2 separate regions of the Mus musculus genome follow, and region 1 is linked to region 2. The links are chromatin contacts, called in public Hi-C maps. All regions are on one chromosome and are shown on one strand. Each heading gives the region's core, a stretch centred on a gene start, on an enhancer-like site or on the middle of the called end of the contact. The rest is flanking DNA. Distances are from core to core; before and after follow the strand shown.

Region 1 (6,161 bases), core at 3,244-5,743, 350 kb after region 2:
CAGGTTGCTTTAAGTCATCGTCTGTCCCTGAGCCATACAGTGGGAAAAGAAATATCTGGTGAAATGTGGTTTCCATGAAAGGGTTAATTGTGATGAGGCAGAATTTAAAATGGAGGGGTATTTAAGGAGGACACTGACAAGGGAAAGATGCCCTTTACCCTACGGCCTTGTGTGGGCTCCTCGGTAGAAAGCCGGTAGAAAGCCGAGAACTTCAATTCAAGAGACAGTCAGGAGAGCTCGACTTCATGGAGACAATGCTCATTTTCTTGATGTATCTAAAAGTCTAAGAACAACAAATGAACTGTTTGCTTAGGGCCAGGTACCTGGGGCCTGTGGGTTTACAGATGATATTCTTCTGGTATCCCTAAGCCAGAACAATGCAGAAGTCAACTTACAATTCCCTCTGCAAAGGGAAGTCTTCAGGATAAGAAAAACAATCGAACCAGCTCTTTCTTTTCCTTTCTTTTCTTTTCTTTTCTTTTTTTTTTTTTTTTTTTTTTTTGTTTTAAAAGACTTCTTGGGGCTGGTGAGATGGCTCAGTGGGTAAGAGCACCCGACTGCTCTTCCGAAGGTCCGAAGTTCAAATCCCAGCAACCACATGGTGGCTCACAACCATCTGTAATGAGATCTGACTCCCTCTTCTGGAGTGTCTGAAGACAGCTCAGTGTACTTATAGACAATAAAAAAATAAATTAAAAAAAAAGATTTCTTTATGCTGGACATAATGGTGCATGCCTTTAATTCCAGCACGTGTGAGTGAGCCAGAGGCAGTCAGATTTCTTTGAGTTAAAGGCCAACATGGTCTACGTAGTGAGTTCCAAGACAGCCACAACTACATAGTGAGATCCTGTGTCAAAACAAAACAAAACCCAAACAAACAAGCAAACAAAAAGATTTATTTACTTTTATTTTCCACGTATGAGTGTTTTGGCTGCATGTATGTCTGTGCACCATGTTTGTGAATGGTGCCCATGGAGACTGGGCGAGGACTTTGGATCCTCTGACTATAGTTCCAGTTGGTTGTGAGCCACCATGTGAGTGCTGGGAATGAAACTCCTGAGATAGCAGCAGAGCCATCTCCAGCCCCAGTGTTTGGTTTTTTAGAGAGAGTGTCTCAGGCTAGCCTTGAACTTGCTGTAATCCTTCAATCTCAACCTCTCAAATTCTGGCATTATAACCTCGGACTACCGTGCTCTATTTGGCTCATACTTTTTTTTTTTTTTTTTTTTTAATTTTTATGTAGCCACAAAGCTTTGGAAGCATGGTAAGCCAGGGTACTGGTGTCATCCAGAGACTGTGTCAAATTTCTCTTTTAATGTCTTTGTCTTCGGCTGGCTCATTGGACCTAGCAGGAGCTCATGCAGACTGATTCTGTAATAGGCGATACAGCTCCTTGTGCACAGCAGGCAAGACACTCTGTTTCAAGTTTGTCTTATAGATGAGAGGTCTAAATGGGCTGCAGATGCCACGAGTAAGTGCATGGTCAGATTTTATCATTAGCATCACCTCCTCAGCTCTCTCCTCTTAGCACATTTTAAAATGTATCTAAACCGGGCGTGGTGGCTCATGCCTTTAATCCCAGCACTTGGGAGGCAGAGGCAGGCAGATTTCTGAGTTTGAGGCCAGCCTGGTCTACAAAGTGAGTTCCAGGACAGCCCGGGCTACACAGAGAAACCCTGTCTCAAAAAAACAAAAAATAAAAAATAAAAATAAGAAAATGTGTTTAAACATTTTCTCCTCCTCTTCCTCCTTCTCCTTTTCTTCTTCCTTCTTCCCTCTTCATCTTCCTCTTCCTCGACCTCACCCCTAGCCCCCTTTCTCTTTCCTCTTCTTTTTGATTTTTTAAGACAGGGTTTCTGTGTAGCTCTGGCTGTCCTGCAACTCATGCTGTAGACCAGGCTGGCCTCTGACTTTCAGACATCCTCCTGCCTCTGCCTTCCTGAGCGCTGGGATTAAAGGCATGCACCCCCACCCCCACCCAGCAATTCAATATTTTCTGAAATTTGTATTTGTGTGTGTGTGTGTGTGTGTGTGTGTGTGTGTGTGTGTGCATGTACTCACAGAGGTCAGAGAGCAACTCTCTGGAGCCTCCCTTCTTCCATCATGTGAGCCCAAAGCATAGAAGTAGTATTGTCAGGAAAGTGGCAAGCATCTTTGCCAGCTGAGCCATCACTTTGGCACTTAAAATTTTAAGCTTTACCTAATCTTTGAACCTGCTTATAAATTACATCCTTTGAAAAATGTAACTTGGGGCTGGAACGATGGCTCAGCAGGTAAGAGCGCGACTGGTCTCTAATGAGATCTGGCGCCCTCTTCTGGTGTGTCTCAAGACAGCTACCGTGTACTTATGTATAATAATAAATAAATCTTTGGGCCAGAGTGAGTGGGGCTGACCGGAGTGAGCAGAGGTCCTGAATTCAAATTCCCAACCACATGATGGCTCAGAACCATTAGTACAGCTACAGTGTACTCATATACATTAAATAAATAAATAAATCTTTTTTAAAAAGAAAAGAAAAAAAAAAAAAAAGAAAAATGTAACTTGAAACGCTACAAGACTGGACCGGGGATCCAGCTCAGTTGCCAGAGGGCTTGCCTAGCATGCAGTCTGGGTTCAGTCCCAAGCACTGCCTGCCCCGGGGTGGGAGAGCTTCTCTGTAGTTCCGGCACTCAGGAGGAGGGTGAGGCTGGGGGATGAGGAGTTTAACATTATCTGTGGTTCCATAGCATTTTGAGTCCAGCCTGAGATACACACGATGGTGTTTCCAATAAAGGAAAAAGCCACAAGACACATGTATTAGCTATGCTTGAGAGACTCAAGCCCCCTCCCCATCTCTTTTTCTGCCTGTACTTCAGATTTAAGTCCATACTGTCCTAATTTTTTATCTCTTTTTAATAAATCCAACTTTGCTTCATACTGACTCATTCTGAAAATCTCTACGGTAAAAAACCAAACCACCCAACAAACAAAAACAATCCAACAAAATAAAACTCAACCAAAACTGTTGGCATTCCTTCTACGCTCTGCCCAACAGTTACCTAGCAACAGCCAGGTAGGCCTGACTCACTATAAAAGGGACAGTTTGGCTTCCCTTCACTCCCTCTGATTCTCTGACTCTCTTTTCTCTCTTACCTCCCACACCTTCTCTCTTCCCCCTCCCTCCCTCTCCCCTTCTCCCTCTCCTTTGTCTCCTCTCCTTCTCTGTCTCCTCCCTCTCTCTGCCTCTACTCCCTTCTCAACTCCCCTTCCCATGTCCCCAAATAATCTCTATTCTATACTAGACCCATGGGCCTGCTGAGGTATCCTCTCCCACCGCACCATTCCTCGCTCTACAAAACATATCCCTGACTCTACAAAACACATCCTAGTCTTTACAAAACACATAAAAAACCAACCCAGTTTCATTTGAGTTGAGGCTGCAGAAGAACTCAATAGGCGTGGACTATGTGTCTCCCCACTGCTGCTGACAATGAGCTTGCCAGAGGACTTCCCCAAACCTACCATGGCAATTGGAGAAACGGAGACTTTGGGCAGGATAGTGGGAATGAGGGCAGAATCTCCCCTCATCTAGCCAAAGGAAAAGGAGAAATCTGAAATGTGTAGACTGAGAACTAATTTTGTGCCCCAGAGCTCCTTGAGATTGTAAGAAAATAATTTGGGAAAGGAGGGCCAAAGATGCCATTTAAAAGACAGCTCTGGGAAATCCCTGTAGAGAAAGTACAGGAAGCTGCTGTGCTCGGGTGCCCTGGTTTTGTTTGTTCAGATCCCAGATCAAAGGATAGCAGAGGGAAGCCTCAGGAAGCCACAAATGCCAGCAAGTCAGTGGTGGGGTAACAACCCTCACATTCCAGTCCCAGCCTGTGGCAAGAACCTTTTCATGTGGCTTTAGTATCACAGAGGCTGAGTGGGCCAGTGGGCCACACATTGTGTTTTGGGGGAGGGGGGGCTAAGACAAGGGAGAAGGTCATGGGATGACCAACCAGCCACCACCTGCAGACACAGGAACAGCGTGCAAGCTCATTGGTGAGAGCTGGGATTGTTAACAAGGACAGTGTTCCCTTACTCCAGACTGACCAGTTTAGACCTCGTTTGAACCTACAGTGCTCATTTCCTCTTTGTGTTAAGAAATAGAAACTGAGGCCGGGCAGTGGTGGCACATGCCTTTAATCCCAGCACTTGGGAGGCAGAGGCAGGTGGATTTCTGAGTTCGAGGCCAGCCTGGTCTACAGAGTGAGTTCCAGGACAGTCAGGGCTACACAGAGAAACCCTGTCTCGTAAAACAAACAAACGAACAAAAAAAAAGAAGAAGAAATAGAAACTGCAGGAAGACTTTGACAGCATCTTAAAAATTGAAAACAATTATGTCTTAAAACCACGTACAGGTGTGTGTTAATTGAATGAAAATGGCTCTCACATGTTCATAGGGAGTGTGACTTTATTTGAAAAGATTAGGAGGCGTGGTCTTGTTGGAGGAAGTGTGCCCGGGGGGATGGGCTTTGAGGGTTCAGAAGCTCAAGCTGGGCTCATGACTCACAGTCTCTTGCTGCTGCCTGCTAATCCAGATGTAGAACTCTCAGCTACCTCTCCAGCACCATGTCTGTCCACATGCTGGCATGCTTCCTGCTATGACAAATAATACACTAAACTTCCGAACCTGTAAGCCAGCCCCAATTAAATATTTTCCTTTATAAGGTTTGCCATGGTCATGGTGTCTCTTCATAGCACCAAAAACCCTTAGACATGTGGATATGAATGTAGGTGCCCAGGAGGTCGGAGGCATCAGATCTCCTGAGGCCTGATGGTTACAGATGGTTGCGAGTTGCTATGTGGGAGCTGGCAATCACACCTGGGTCCTCTGGAAGAGCCACGGGTGCTTGTAAGTGCTGAGCTATCTCCACAGCTTTAAATGATAACTATGGCACATTCTTTTTCAGTGCTAGATGTGCCAGATATGGTTAACATGTTTTACATGTAATAATAATTCATTTGATCCTCAGAAAACTTATTTCATTTTTAATTTTTCAGACAGTTGCCCTGGCTATCCTAGAACTCACAGCACAAGACCAGGTTGGCCTCAAACTCCCAGAGACCTGCCTGCCTCTGACTCCTGAGCACTGGGATTAAAGGCCTGCACCCCCACCACCTGACTCTCAGGAATGATGAGAGCTCCTAACAGCACACCCTGGAATTCCCAGTTCAGCCGCTCTCAGTGCTGCAGCTCACAGGCAAGCAGTGGTGCATAGTGACTGGTTAGGTTCCTTCGGAAGCAAGAGCCTCCTGGAAGGCAGACGATGGGAGGAAGGTAATCAGAGGGTACAAATAGGACTAGCAGAAAGAGATAGAAGGGACCAAACTCCAAGAATAGGCACTGGGGAGCGGAGGGGGTGGGGGGGCTGGGCAGGAGAAGAAAAACAAAATCGACAACAAACTCCACTGAAAACTGCGGCATCTCCCGCAAATCTCCCGCAAAGGAATCCAGGCAGAAGGGATAAACCGCACTGGGGCGTGGTTGCTCGTGATCTTGCGCCTGTCATTTGGGTCTTGCTCTGCAGACCCTTAGGACCACCGGGCTCCAGCGCAACTATGAACTTGGAGCGGGTATCCAATGAGGAGAAGTTGAACCTGTGCCGGAAGTACTATCTTGGTGGATTTGCGTTCCTGCCTTTTCTTTGGTTAGTCAACATTTTCTGGTTCTTCAGAGAGGCGTTCCTCGCCCCAGCCTACACAGAGCAGAGCCAAATCAAAGGCTATGTTTGGCGCTCAGCTGTGGGCTTCCTCTTCTGGGTGATCATTCTCGCCACCTGGATCACCATCTTCCAGATCTACCGGCCCCGCTGGGGCGCTCTTGGGGACTACCTCTCCTTCACCATTCCCCTGGGCACTCCCTAACAACTTCATAAGCTGCTGATCTGTTCTTTCTCCCAGGATGAAGGCTTCTCTGCTCTAGGCTTTCCCTCAGACCCTGAAGACATCTGTTTCTCATTTCCCATCTGCCCCAATAAAGGACCCTAACTTAAAAAAAAAAAAAAAAAAAAAAAAAAAAAAAAAAAAAAAAGAATAGGCACTGGGGGTTGGGCTTTGGTTTGGCTGGTATGGGTTTTTCTGAGACAGAGTCTCACTATGCAGCTGCCCTAAGACTCTCTCTGTAGACCAGGATCAC
Region 2 (6,800 bases), core at 3,070-5,569:
GTACTGGCTGCCCCCCCCAAGGATTCTCAGCACCCACATGGTGGCTCATAATGCCTGTGGCTCCATTTCCAGGTGATCTGACACCCTCACATGGGCATACATGTAGGCAAAACACCAATGCACATAAAAATTAAAAATAAATTTAAAATATTTTTATTTAGTTTTCAGGCTTATTCGTTTATTTTTCACTCACTATGTTAACCTAAAGCCAGGTGTAACAGTGCATGACTGTCCTCCTAAAACTCTGGAAGTGGAGGTAGGATACCAGGAGTTCAAGCCTAGTCTTGACTGCAAATTGTGTTCAGGAGTAACTTGTGATACACAAAACCCTGTCTCAAAAATATATGCAAGGGGCTGGGGAGCTAGCTCAGTGGTTCAGAGCAGACAATAGTTTTGCAGAGGACCTGAGCACAACTCCCAGCACTCACGTCAGGATGCACAACTGCCACGAATCCAGCTCCACTATTCTGATGCCTTGAGCCTTGGCAGGTACCTGCACTCACAGCTTAGAAATAACCAGCCCTGGGCTGGAGAGATGGCTCAGCGGCTAAGAGCACTGACTGCTCTTCCAAAGGTCCTGAGTTCAAATACCAGCAACCACATGGTGCCTCACAACCATCTGTAATGGGGTCTGACTCCCTCTTCTGGTGTGTCTGAAGACAGCTACAGTGTACTCATATAAATAAAATCTTTTTTTTTTAAAGTAAATTCCTAAAAAGGAAAGGAAAGCCAGGCTAATCTCAGCACTCAAGAGGCAGAGGCAGGCAGATCTCAAGGCCAGCCTGGTCTACTGATTGAGTTGCAGGACAGCCAGGGCTATATAGATAACCCTGTCTCATAAAAGCAAAACAAATAAACAAAGACAGTGCTATTAGAAGCCACAGTCATCTAATGCAAACTAACAATTGTTAAGAAGCTACACATGTAGTAATTTCTTTACATATAACACCTCAGTTAGACATCACAAAATCTATTACGTGGTCATGCATTTTACTGCCCTGAATTGTAAAAACAAAGCAAGCAAGCAAACAAAAACCAGCAACAACAATAAACAACAACAACCAGGCATGGTGGCACGTGCCTTTATTGCCAGCATTCTGGAGGCACAGGCAGGCAGATCTCTGTGATTTCAAGGACAGAATGGTCTATGTAGTAAGTCTTAGACCAGTCAAGTGTACATAGTGAGCACCTGTCACAGACACACACATACAGACACATACAGAGAGACAGAGACAGACCGAAAGACAGACAGAGACAGAGACAGAAAGCATGAGAGAGCATGAGAGAGAGAGAGAGGGAGAGAGAGAGAGAAATATAAAAATATGTAAAGTGGTAAAGTGGTGAATTCCAACTACCGCTCTTTTATTCCAGCTGCCTCTCTTATGTCTATAAGTTCAAGACCAGTTTAGACAATGTAGAAAGATCCTTTATTTCAAAAACAAACAAGAAAGGAAAAATGTAATTACAATGAAAGCAGGAAGAGGAAGAAGGTGGGAAGAGACATGACAAAATTTTGTGAGTTTGTGAAATTTTATATAACTAGATAAAAGAAACTAACCCATGAAACAAAGGCAAGAACATTCTTCCAGGGTTCTGGTTTATGGTCAAGACTTATGAAACTCTCTATTCAAGACACCAAGTGCTCCGGGCATGGTGGTGCACGCCTTTAATCCCAGCACTTGGGAGGCAGAGGCAGGCGGATTTCTGAGTTCGAGGCCAGCCTGGTCTACAAAGTGAGTTCCAGGACAGCCAGGGCGACAGAGAAACCCTGTCTTGAAAAAAAAAAAACCACAAACAAACAAACAAAAAACAAAAATAGACACCAAGTGCACAGGGCTTGACATTTCTTATATACCTCTATGATTATTTTTGCAATAATTTTGACCCAGGGCATCTCAAATGAAAAATACAAACTCTACCACAGAGTTCAGGTATTTATTTTATTGACTTTATTTTATTTTTAATTTAATTAATTTATTTATTTTAAAGATTTATTTATTTATTATATGTAAGTACACTGTAGCTGTCTTCAGACACTCCAGAAGAGGGCATCAGATTTCGTTATGGATGGTTGTGACCCACCACGTGATTGCTGGGATTTGAACTCAGGACCTTCAGAAGAGCAGTCGGTGCTCTTAACCACTGAGCCGTTTCGCCAGCCCCGACTTTATTTTATTTTATTTTATTTTATTTTATTTTTCAAGATTTATTTAACAGAGGCCTGGAAAGATGGATTAATGGTTAAGAGAACTTACCACTTTTGCAGAGTGCCTGGGTTCGGTTGCCAGGACTCACATGGGTTCACAACTGCCTGTAACTCCACTTCCAGGAGTCCAATACCCTCTTCCAAAGTTTCCTGAACACACATGGTGCATAGAAACTCTCCCAAGCACAAACATATACATACTCTAAAATAAATGTTAAAGATTTACTTTCAAAGCCATGGTGTGTATGTGTGTGTGTGTGTGTGTGTTTAATTTTATGTGTATGAGTGTTTGGCTTCATGCGCGTGTGTTGGGAGGTATACCTTTAGTTCTAGCATTCAAGCGGATAAGCCAAGTGGATCTTTCAATTTGTATCCAGCTGGTCAACAGAATGAGTTCCAGGACATCCAGGACTATATAAAGACATTCTTTTTCAAAAAACAGTAACAACAATAATAATAATCACACACACACACGATTTACTTTCAAGAATGGAAAGATGGCTCATCAGCTAGGAGTTCTAGCTGCTCTTCCAGAGAACCTGGTTCATTTCCCAGCACCTACAGTTTGACTCACAACTATCTGTACCTCTAGTTTGAGAACATCCACTGAGCTCATCTGGCCTCCACCTGCACTGTACATACACGGTACAGAGATATACTTGGAGGAATATGTATGTGCCCCACACATAAAATAATATTACTTGCATGGTCTATGTCTATAATCCAGCAGTCAGGAGTCAGATGCAGATGAATCTCTGTGAGATCCAGGCCAGTCCGGGATGCATAGTGAGACTTTAAAACAAAATTATTGCATATAGGTGTGTGTACCACAGGAGTGCCTGGTGCCAAAGGATTTTCTAGGACTGGCATTACAGGCAGTAGTTGAGAGTTTCAAAGCTGCGTGGGTGCTGGGAAACCAAACCTAGGTCCTCTGCATGATCTACAAATGCTTTTAAGCTCTTGGCCATGTCTCCAGGGTGGAATTTTTTTGTTGTTATTTTGCAAAAACTCTTTTCCCCCATAATTATATTTCATGTTGGGTGTGTGAAAGCACACAGGTATCACTTGAATGCACTGTGGAGGTCAGAGGACAACTCGCAGAAATCACTTCTCTCCTTCTACTCGTGTGGGTCCCAGGTCATGGGCTAGATATGAAAGTCTTTTTTTTAAAGATTTATTTATTTATTATATGTAAGTACATTGTAGCTGTCAATTATGGATGAGCCACCATGTGGTTGCTGGGATTTGAACTCAGGACCTTTAGAGGAGCAGTCAGTGCTCTTAACCGCTGAGCCATCTCACCAGCCCAGTATGAGAAGTCTTAAAAGGTAGATGCTAAAGTGTCATTTGAGAGTGTCCCTCATAGTTCAGGTTCAGCATCGTGAATATTACTGGGATGAGCGTCCATGCCCAGTTCCAAGTAGTTTTCTAAAATAATATGTAAATAAAAGTAAATTGGCAAAGTACTTAGAACTTCGCTATTACGATGGTTCTGTGTTTAAAGTTTTGGAGTTTGAATAGGTTATCTTATATTTTAAGAAGGAAAAGCTGGAGAGAAGCTATGCTATTATGCTAGACACTTGAACTTTCTGTTTGTGGAAACAGAAAAAAAAACAAATTCAAGATACATTTTGGAGGTAGAAATCACATAACTTGCTCATAGACACGGTTAGATGCTGTGAACCACTAGCGAAAACAGACAGACGGACAGAGACAGACAGAGAGACACACACGGACACACAAAACCCCACCACACCGGAAGCCACAGTAAGCTGAGACAGACAGACAGACAGACAGACAGACAGACAGACACACACACACACACACACACACACACACACACACACACACACACACACACACACACACACACACACACACACACACACACACACACACACAAAACCCCATCACACCGGAAGCCACAGTAAGCTCCTCCCTTCCCGAAAGGGAAGTGAGGAAAAGAACGCGACGAGCTGCAGTCCCAAACGCTTCCGGTTTAGTGCGGCGTCGAGGCTGTAAATCGGCGGACCTTGTTTGGTTCCTCCCACAATGGGCGGGTTCCTTTGAACCACTGACCAATAGTGAGCGAGACGGCATGCACTAGCCCAATGGAACTGCAGTGGGTGGGGCCTGGGGCAAGGGTTTGAGCCCTGGAGTTGGCGTTTCGGCCCACGTGGGAAGCTACGGGGTAGATCCGGCTTGGATGCCAAGTGCTGGAGAGAGACCTGCTGTGAAGATGGGACCGGCCCCCGCCGGAGAGCAGCACCGACGAGCAACTGAGGACCCAGAGGTTGGTTGCTCAAAATGTGCTTTATTTTGACGACAGAGCCTGAGATAGTCAGGCCTGATACCTAGCCTGCAGGGCGGCCTACTATGATAGAAAAAAGATTACTCCAGGGCGGCCTAGGTTACTGGGAAAATGATTTTTAGGGAATCTAGCCTTGGAGAGATCTGGATAGAGCAGGAGAAGAGGTGATATTTGGGAAGGCCTAAGCCTGTCTCAGCAAAAGATTTGTGGTGTCCGGAAACAGGAGGGCATTGGAGCACTACCTCAGGCAGTGACTGGCAAACTCAGTCAGGTCTAAGCAGGACTGCATCCTCACGCTGTCAGATTTCTCTCAGTGATGGCTATCCCGAGTTTTATAAAAATCTTAACGCCCACTGAAAGGGAACAACTAGAGTAGATGAACCCTTTACCCACAAACTTGAGTCAGCTGATACAGATACCCCCCCCCCCCCCCCCCCCCGATTTCATGTTGGCATGTTGGTTTCTGTCTCTCTGGTCATAGGTGATGGAACTTGCCTTCGAAGGCATGGACAAAGAGAAGGCACCCTCAAGAAAGCGTGCAAGAACAGAGCCACCTGCAGAAGGCCTCCTGCAGCCAGTGAACCTCAGTCGGGAGGAGCTGTACAAGGAGCCTACAAATGAGGAGCTAAATCGCCTCCGTGAGACCGAGATCTTGTTCCACTCCACCTTGCTTCGTTTACAAGTACGTGGGTGGCCAGGGCATAGGTTAGAGGGGTTTCCGTGGGGTCCCGAGGCTCACAGATTCCTCCCTTCCCCCTGCTAAAGGTGGAGGAGTTACTAAAGGAAGTCAGACTGTCAGAGAAGAAGAAAGAGAGGATTGATAATTTCCTGAAGGAGGTTACCAAGCGGATCCAGAAAGTGCCTCCAGTCCCTGAGGCTGAGGTAAGGCAGATGGCCTTGGGACAGTGAGTCATGAGACCCTCTTTGCTGTTCCACGAAACTTGGTTACTAAGGAGATCATTCTCATTGCAAGAAGACTCAACCAGGACACAGGTCATGCATTTGTCTCTCAAATGTAGCTCCATCTTGTACAAGTTTTGTAGGTGTTTTGTTTGTTTGAACAGGGTCTTACATGCCCCTGGCTGGCTGGCCTTGAACTCCTGATTGTCCTGCATAGTTCCCAAGGACGGAGATTGAGGGCCTGAGCCACTTTTGTTTGGTTTTGTTTTTTGTTTCATTTTTAAGATTCATTGATTGATTTTATGTATGTGAGAATCCTGTTGCTATCTTCAGACATACCAGAAGGCAGCATTGTTACAGATGGTTGCAAGGCACCATATGGTTCCTAGGAATTGAACTCGGGACCTGTGGAAGTGCTCTTAACCACTGAGCCATCTCTCCAGCCCACTTTTTTCTTTTTAACATAGGATCTTAACTTTGTAACCCGTACTGTAACTCAAACTGGTGGTGGTCCTCCTGCTTCAGTCCCCTGAGTGCTAGGATTATAGTTGTGAACCTTTACTTCCAACCAAAAATGGTTATTTTATTTTGTGTATTTATTTTTTATTGAGACAGGGTCTCATACAGTCCAGGCTGGCCTTGAACTTGCTTGCTATATAGTCAAGGGAGATCTTGAATTTCTGATCTTCCTGCCTTCCCAAATGCTGGAGTTGCAGGTGTGAGCCACCATTCCTAGCCTGAAAATGGGTAACAATAGAAATAAGTCATGGCGGCTTAGCTGTCAATCAAGTTGTCTTCACAGAGGGAGAAGGCGTTTGTGGAAGATTGTGAGTTATAGTTTCTAACATACTGGCATGCTATCTACTACGTATTAGATTCTATCACCTTTGTGAGGAAGGTGATAGAATCCATATGTTTCCTGCGTCTGTCCCCACAGCTCACTGACCAGTCATGGCTCCCAGCTGGGGTCCGAGTGCCCCTCCACCAAGTGCCCTATGCCGTGAAGGGCTCCTTCCGCTTCCGGCCTCCATCCCAGATCACTGTTGTGGGTAGCTACCTTCTGGATACTTGTATGCGACCAGATATCAATGTGGACGTGGCAGTGACCATGCCCAGGGTAAGGCCCATGGTTTGGGGGCTATTAGAGGATCAGCAAAGGGTCCCTTTGGGACTTTGTGCCCTTTGTCTGAATATTGGGTGTGTTCTTCCTGGGACTTAAGCCTAGCTTTGACCTAGTCCCCAGTTCCATGAACACTTATGTGTCTGACCTTCTCTCTTCCCTGATTCCTCCAGGAAATCTTACAGGACAAAGACGGGCTGAACCAGCGTTACTTCCGCAAGCGAGCCCTTTACCTGGCCCACTTAGCTTACCACCTGGCCCAG

Evidence for each region. Hi-C and Micro-C count contacts between places; a contact is called where the count stands out from the background.
Region 1: a Hi-C map of the G1E-ER4 cell line shows a contact between it and region 2, with 6 times the contacts expected there. The contact joins the enhancer-like site here to the promoter of Nol6 in region 2. A contact is called at or near these places in 20 of 39 promoter capture datasets (the 3T3-L1 cell line, 3T3-L1-derived adipocytes, the C10 cell line and 13 more), 1 of 15 datasets of contacts at CTCF or cohesin (embryonic stem cells), 85 of 484 Hi-C or Micro-C datasets (the Ba/F3 cell line, the C10 cell line, the C2C12 cell line and 48 more), 13 of 115 datasets of contacts at active chromatin or transcription factors (bone marrow-derived dendritic cells, bone marrow-derived macrophages, effector CD8 T cells and 8 more) and 3 of 9 other capture datasets (embryonic stem cells, liver and pancreatic islet).

What each region holds. Positions count from the first base shown.
Region 1 is chr4:40,774,988-40,781,148 of GRCm38.p6, reverse strand. Gm34213 (a long non-coding RNA gene) reads right to left here. Exons shown (of 3, transcript XR_390479.3): 3 at 4,373-4,621. It also overlaps the pseudogene Psenen-ps. Among named protein-coding and RNA genes, the nearest start is that of Gm34213, 5.1 kb to the right of the region's middle. Within about 2 kb of position 4,493, at least 64 of the 459 cell types and tissues checked have an H3K27ac peak or open chromatin away from gene starts, as enhancers often do. A contact at or near this core is called in the C2C12 cell line, CD8 T cells, the G1E-ER4 cell line and 8 more, where this site is marked.
Region 2 is chr4:41,121,858-41,128,657 of GRCm38.p6, reverse strand. Nol6 (nucleolar protein family 6 (RNA-associated)) reads left to right here and starts at 4,319. Exons shown (of 26, transcript NM_139236.3): 1 at 4,319-4,499; 2 at 4,999-5,199; 3 at 5,283-5,399; 4 at 6,355-6,534; 5 at 6,711-6,800. The coding sequence starts at 4,413.